2 separate regions of the Oryctolagus cuniculus genome follow, and region 1 is linked to region 2. The links are chromatin contacts, called in public Hi-C maps. All regions are on one chromosome and are shown on one strand. Each heading gives the region's core, a stretch centred on a gene start, on an enhancer-like site or on the middle of the called end of the contact. The rest is flanking DNA. Distances are from core to core; before and after follow the strand shown.

What was found. Hi-C and Micro-C count contacts between places; a contact is called where the count stands out from the background.
Region 1: a Hi-C map of skin fibroblasts shows a contact between it and region 2, with 1.9 times the contacts expected there. The contact joins the promoter of TCEA1 here to the promoter of ATP6V1H in region 2. A contact is called at or near these places in 2 of 6 Hi-C or Micro-C datasets (embryonic fibroblasts and skin fibroblasts).

What each region holds. Positions count from the first base shown.
Region 1 is chr6:78,885,773-78,888,472 of mOryCun1.1, reverse strand. TCEA1 (transcription elongation factor A1) reads left to right here and starts at 1,338. Exons shown (of 10, transcript XM_008255530.4): 1 at 1,338-1,798. The coding sequence starts at 1,736.
Region 2 is chr6:78,666,631-78,669,330 of mOryCun1.1, reverse strand. ATP6V1H (ATPase H+ transporting V1 subunit H) reads left to right here and starts at 1,409. Exons shown (of 14, transcript XM_008255525.4): 1 at 1,409-1,779.

The DNA of each region.
Region 1 (2,700 bases), core at 89-2,588, 220 kb before region 2:
TAGAATTAATAATTTAAGGGTACAAATCCACAACCATAAAGGTATTGTTAACATACACATTAATTGACGTGTTAAGCAGACAGCAAATGGGGATATAAATATTGGAAAACTGTAATTTCTGGCTAAGGGGCCAACATGGAACCTTATATTTGCCTTACGGATTAACTTTTTTTTCAGGACACATAGAATATTTACAGAAATTCACAAATCTCAACAAATTCCTTTCCCATTAAATACCTGCATTCTTACAATTTAAGTTAGCTATCAACAATAAACACTAGTTAAAAATGGGAGCACGCATTTAGCACAATGGGTAAGCTGCTGGCCTCCCATATCAGAGAGCCTGGATTTCAGTCCTGGCCGTTCTGGATTCCCACTTGCTGCTAATGCACACCTTGGGAGGTAGCAGCTATGGCTCAAGTACATGGGTCCCTGCCACCCACGTGGAAGTCCTGGATTCCAGGCTTTTTTTTTTTTTTAATTTTTGACAGGCAGAGTGGACAGTGAGAGAGATAGAGAAAGAGAGAGAGAGAGAGAGAGAGAAAGGTCTTCCTTTTGCCGTTAGTTCACCCTCCAATGGCCGGCCGGCGCATCGTGCTGATCGGAAGGCAGGAGCCAGGTGCTTCTCCTGGTCTCCCATGGGGTGCAGGGCCCAAGCACTTGGGCCATCCTCCACTGCACTCGGGCCCTAGCAGAGCTGGCCTGGAAGAGGGGCAACCCGGTGTGCGGTGCCGCAAGGCGGAGGATTAGCCTATTGAGCCACGGCGCCGGCCCCAGGCTCCTTTTTAGCCCTAGCCCAATCTTGGCTGTTGGAGTCATTTGGTGATTGAACCGGTTAGCAGATGGAAGATCTCTGCCTCTTTTTACTGTTCAAATTTTTTTAAAAAATTTAAAAAATTTAAAATGCTGCCTCCCAGGCGCATTCGCAGGGCCTCAGGCACTCTGATGTAGGACGCAGGCATCTTAACCCTGAGACAAACGCAGTCCTTATTTTTAAGGACGCTAACTTCCTCTTCTGTCTTCAGAAGTAGGTGAGTTGCCTTACTTAATTTCTTTGTTCACTAGTACTTAACTCTCCGTATTCAAAGTGCTATGTGCAAGGTTGGTCTGTCCTCAAGAAGCTTACAAACGAACCCAAAAAATGACCAGACGCGTGCCATAATAGGCTCTTTAGGTGCTGGGTTACGTTCTTCTGCGTAGCTGTCTACCATGGAGACCGCTCGGGATCCTCACGGACTTTCAAACCCGCCAAAGTTCGATTCTCCGAACCCGCCTCCCATTCGAGCAACGTGGGTCCCGCTAGGTTCTAAGGCTCTGGGCGGCTCCAAGGGACCCCGGGGGGCAGAAACCCCGCCCTGTGCGTTGAGAGACGCCCGGCACAACCGTTGCCTTCCTCACCCGCTGGCGGGAAGCCGTACCGCCCTCTTGGCCCTCCTCCCTCAGGCCAACGCCCGCCCAAATCCAGCCCGGTGAAGCCGCGACTCACCCTTTAGCAGCGATCCGCAGTTGATTAGTAGCGCCTGTAGGACGCGCGCGGGCTCTACTAGTGCGGCCTGCGGGGCGGAGCCACCGCTGCCGCCTCTGGTCTGGTGTGTGAGGAAGGCCCTAGGCCGGGGCCTGCCGTGGTGGGAGTCGCCGGACGCCGGGGCTCGCGACCGCTCTACGTCCTCTCCACGCCACCTTCTGCCATTTCGCGGCCCCAGAGGGCTGGGCGCGGGGAAGACCTGCCGGCGCCATGGAGGACGAGGTAGTCCGCATCGCCAAGAAGATGGACAAGATGGTGCAGAAGAAGAACGCGGTGAGTGCGGCGGGTGGCGCGGGCCGGGAGCGAGGCCGGGTAGGGTGTTGCGGTCCCGGCCTGAGGAGGCCCCCGACCCTAGCGTCGGCCCTCGCTGCCCTCTCCGGCGGAGAGTGACGCCTGCCACCCCCGCGTCCTGGGAGGGCGCCCTGGTGAGGCCGGGCTGGACCACGGCCGCCGGCGTTGGGACCCGCGCTGGGTATTGCGAGGTCCCTGCTGTTGGCACGGCGTAGTGAGCCTAATCGAGTCAGGGAGTAGGGTTCGCTCTCCTTTGGTTTCACTTCCGAGGTGGTAAATCCTCCCCAATCTAGTTTAAGCACCGAAAAGTAGAGAAAGCCCTCGCTCTTTGAAAGAATGTGTTCGTTACCGCGATCGGTGGTTCCAGACGAGAAATACCGAACAGCATTCCGTAAAGATTTGTGATCACTTTTAGACGCAGTGCTGGAAAGATAAAAGGGAAAACTGCTGGATCTTGGTTTTTGAAGATGAAACATCCTTTTGGTCGTCTCAGTTACATTACAGGTTTGCTTAGGAGTTCGAAAGGTGAAATATGTTGTAGCCTCGCGGCAGGTTGCTAAACGTTTTTTAAAAGTGTATTTTGTCAGGTCGTGGTGTACAGCAGAGCTGTAAACACACACCAAGGTGTGCTGGTAGATGGATTTGGACAACCATAATTGCTGGGTACTTCCTCAATGGTGCACTTAATACCGGTGGCATAATCTTGTTGATGTGTGTGTGCGCGAACGTGTTCTCTTGCGGTCTTTATGAGGTCGTGTTACAACCAGTTTTACCTTGTGTACCTCTTTCGATCCTTTTCTTCATACTTCGCTGTTTTCTGCTAAACTTCCATGATGCTCCTCACCTGAATTTGTTCCTCCATGCTCAGCACATTTTCATTATCA
Region 2 (2,700 bases), core at 160-2,659:
TTAGCATAGTAAAATTCATGTTAAACTTTTTAAAAAACATTTATGTATTTATTAATTTGAAAGGCAGAGTGATAGAGAGCTCTTCCATTTGCTGCTTCATTTTCCAGGTGGCTGTAACAGCCAAGTCTAGACCAGGCAGAAGCCCAGAGCCAGGCACTCCAACTGGGTTTTCCATGTTAGTGGCAGGGACCCAAGTAATTGGGCCATCTTCAGGAGCTTTCGCAAGCATATATCAACAGGAAGCTGGCACAGAAGCTGAACTGGTACTCTGATATGGGATGCCAGAAGCTTAAGCCACTGCACCACATTTGGGCCCCACACTTATACTGAACTTAATAGAAGATAATAAATTGGGGCGGGTGTTGTAGCAAACAGGGTAAAGCAGCCACCTGGAGTACAGGCACTGTTTCAAGACCTGGCTGACCTCCACTTTCCATTTAGCTCCTTGCTAATGCACCCTGGGAAAGCGGATGATGGCCCAAGTGCTTGGGCCTCTGCATCCACGTAGAGACCCAGAAGAAGCTCCTGACTCCTGGCTTCAGATCAGCTCAGCTTCAGCCTTTGCAGCCATTTGGTGAGTGAACCAGTGGACGCCAGACCTCTTTCTTGCTCTCTTTCTCTCTGCCTCTGCTTCTGCCTCTCTGTGACTCTTCAAATAAACAAACAAATCTTAAAAAAAAAAAAACCTAAAAAGGAAATTTATCTTGGTTTATGTCACTGAATTTGTGGTAATTTTTTACAGCTGTAAACATAAACAGTAAAAACACTGTTACTGTGTGTTTCTTCATAATCAATGTATAATATTGATTTAAAACTCGATCTTAATTTGGCATTTTTAGTAGAAATGTATTTGGTACATTTATAAATCTTTCAGTTTTAACAAAAACATGCTGTTGTATGTACATACCTGCCTAATAGCAGTGCAGTTGTATTTGTTATTTGAAGAAAGAGAGAGGAGCTGTGTCCTTTCCTAAGGAAAACGGGCTGAGGATAGGGTTGTCAGTATAACATACTGGTTGCCCAATTGAATCTAAAATGTAGATTACCAATGAGTAACTTTATTATTAACTGCAAATATTGCATGGAACATACAGTATTTGTGGAATCTGTAACCGTATGACTCACTTCTCAGCCTCGGTTTATATTTAAAATAAGAATAAGAATGCCTTCTTCACTGAGCTGTTAAATCCAGATGAAAACCAATCTATTTACTAAAGCTAACTTTTTGAAAAGAATCACAGGGCTAAGGCTTGGGCCTTGCTCGCTGCCTCCAGGCGGAGCGCTGGGTTTGGGGGTCCTAGGTCCGCGTTCCCGGCCTGCTGAGCCCCTCTCCTCCAGAGCAGGCTGGCCACACAGCGAGCTACGCGTCCCTTCAGAGCCCACCTCGTGGTCGCTTGGTGTCCAGCTCCTCCCACGGAGCAAGCCCTCCTCAGCGCAACACTTCTCCCTAGGCTGTTTTGGCCCCTCCCGGCTTCCGCAGCGGTCACGTGCTTCTGATCACGTGACAGGCACTCCTGTCATTCTACTGCAGCGGCTCAGACTTCCTTCAGCCGGTGCGGTCCTAAACGTCTCTTTGGGCTGGGATCCCGTTCACTTTTTGGTCTCCGGGTGTCCCGCCGCTGCTCGGGTCTCCAGACCGGAAAGAGGACGCCGCTCGACTTTGACTCGGTTCCCCAGCCCAGCTGTGGCCCCGGCGTCCCGGACCGCCGCACCCTCCCTACCACCTTTGGGTGCGTTGTGGGGGTCCCGGTGCTTGTTTTGTCTCCGGCACCCGCCCAGGTGAGGCTACCCTTGCGGTTTCTCCAGCTTCGCTGGTGCGTGCGGCCTCTCGCTGCTTGTCCACGCCCGTCTTCCTCTGGCCCCGGAATTCCTTTCCTTCTAGGCCTCAGGTTTGCGAAAACAGGCAGAGCCTTCCCTGCAGGTGGAATGACTGAGGGGCCGGGCCCGGTCGTGGTGGGGGATGGGTTTGGAAAGGCCGCTGGGGCTGTCTCCTCGGTTGCAGAGTTCCAGCTTGGCCCGGACGAGGCCTGTTCCTGCCCGATCTAGGCCTGGGTCTTGTTTAGGCAGCAGATCCTTAGATCTAGAGATAACGTTCCAAACTGACTAAGGTCGTTGGGAACCCGCAATAGAATTTTGAGTTATGAATTTAGCTTCTTGTGGCCAGACCCTGAATTTATATTTTGCGAATGGGAGCCTATGTTTTGTGTTGTAATAAAAATCTGTGTCCTTATGAAAGGCCTTTTATTGTAGGATCTTGTCTTCAGCCTTGATTCTCTGTTGGTTGTACCTAAATTGTAACAGACGTTTGTTCAACATTTCTTCCAAAATTGATTTTGAAAATACTGTAAATTTTGATTGATAGGGAAACCATTGCATTCCGAGAAATTACTGTCCCACTTTTTATATTTGAACTTGAAGGGATCAATTTTAGAAAGAGATTATAATTTTTATTATTTCAAATGTTGATTAGTAAACATTAATATAGTAATTGCACTTACCTGTCAGAAAACAAAAATTGTCTAAATTGTATAAATTTAAAATAGTTTCCTATCTTGTGTGCCTAGTCTACTTAATCATGATTTCTGATGTCCGTATCTTAAGTGGTCACCTGACAAATCTCATTGCAATACTGATGACAATTTAAAAGAGCTTTCCTAGGAAAGAAAAAGCCTCTAGGAAATGCTTTTATGAATCAGTGCA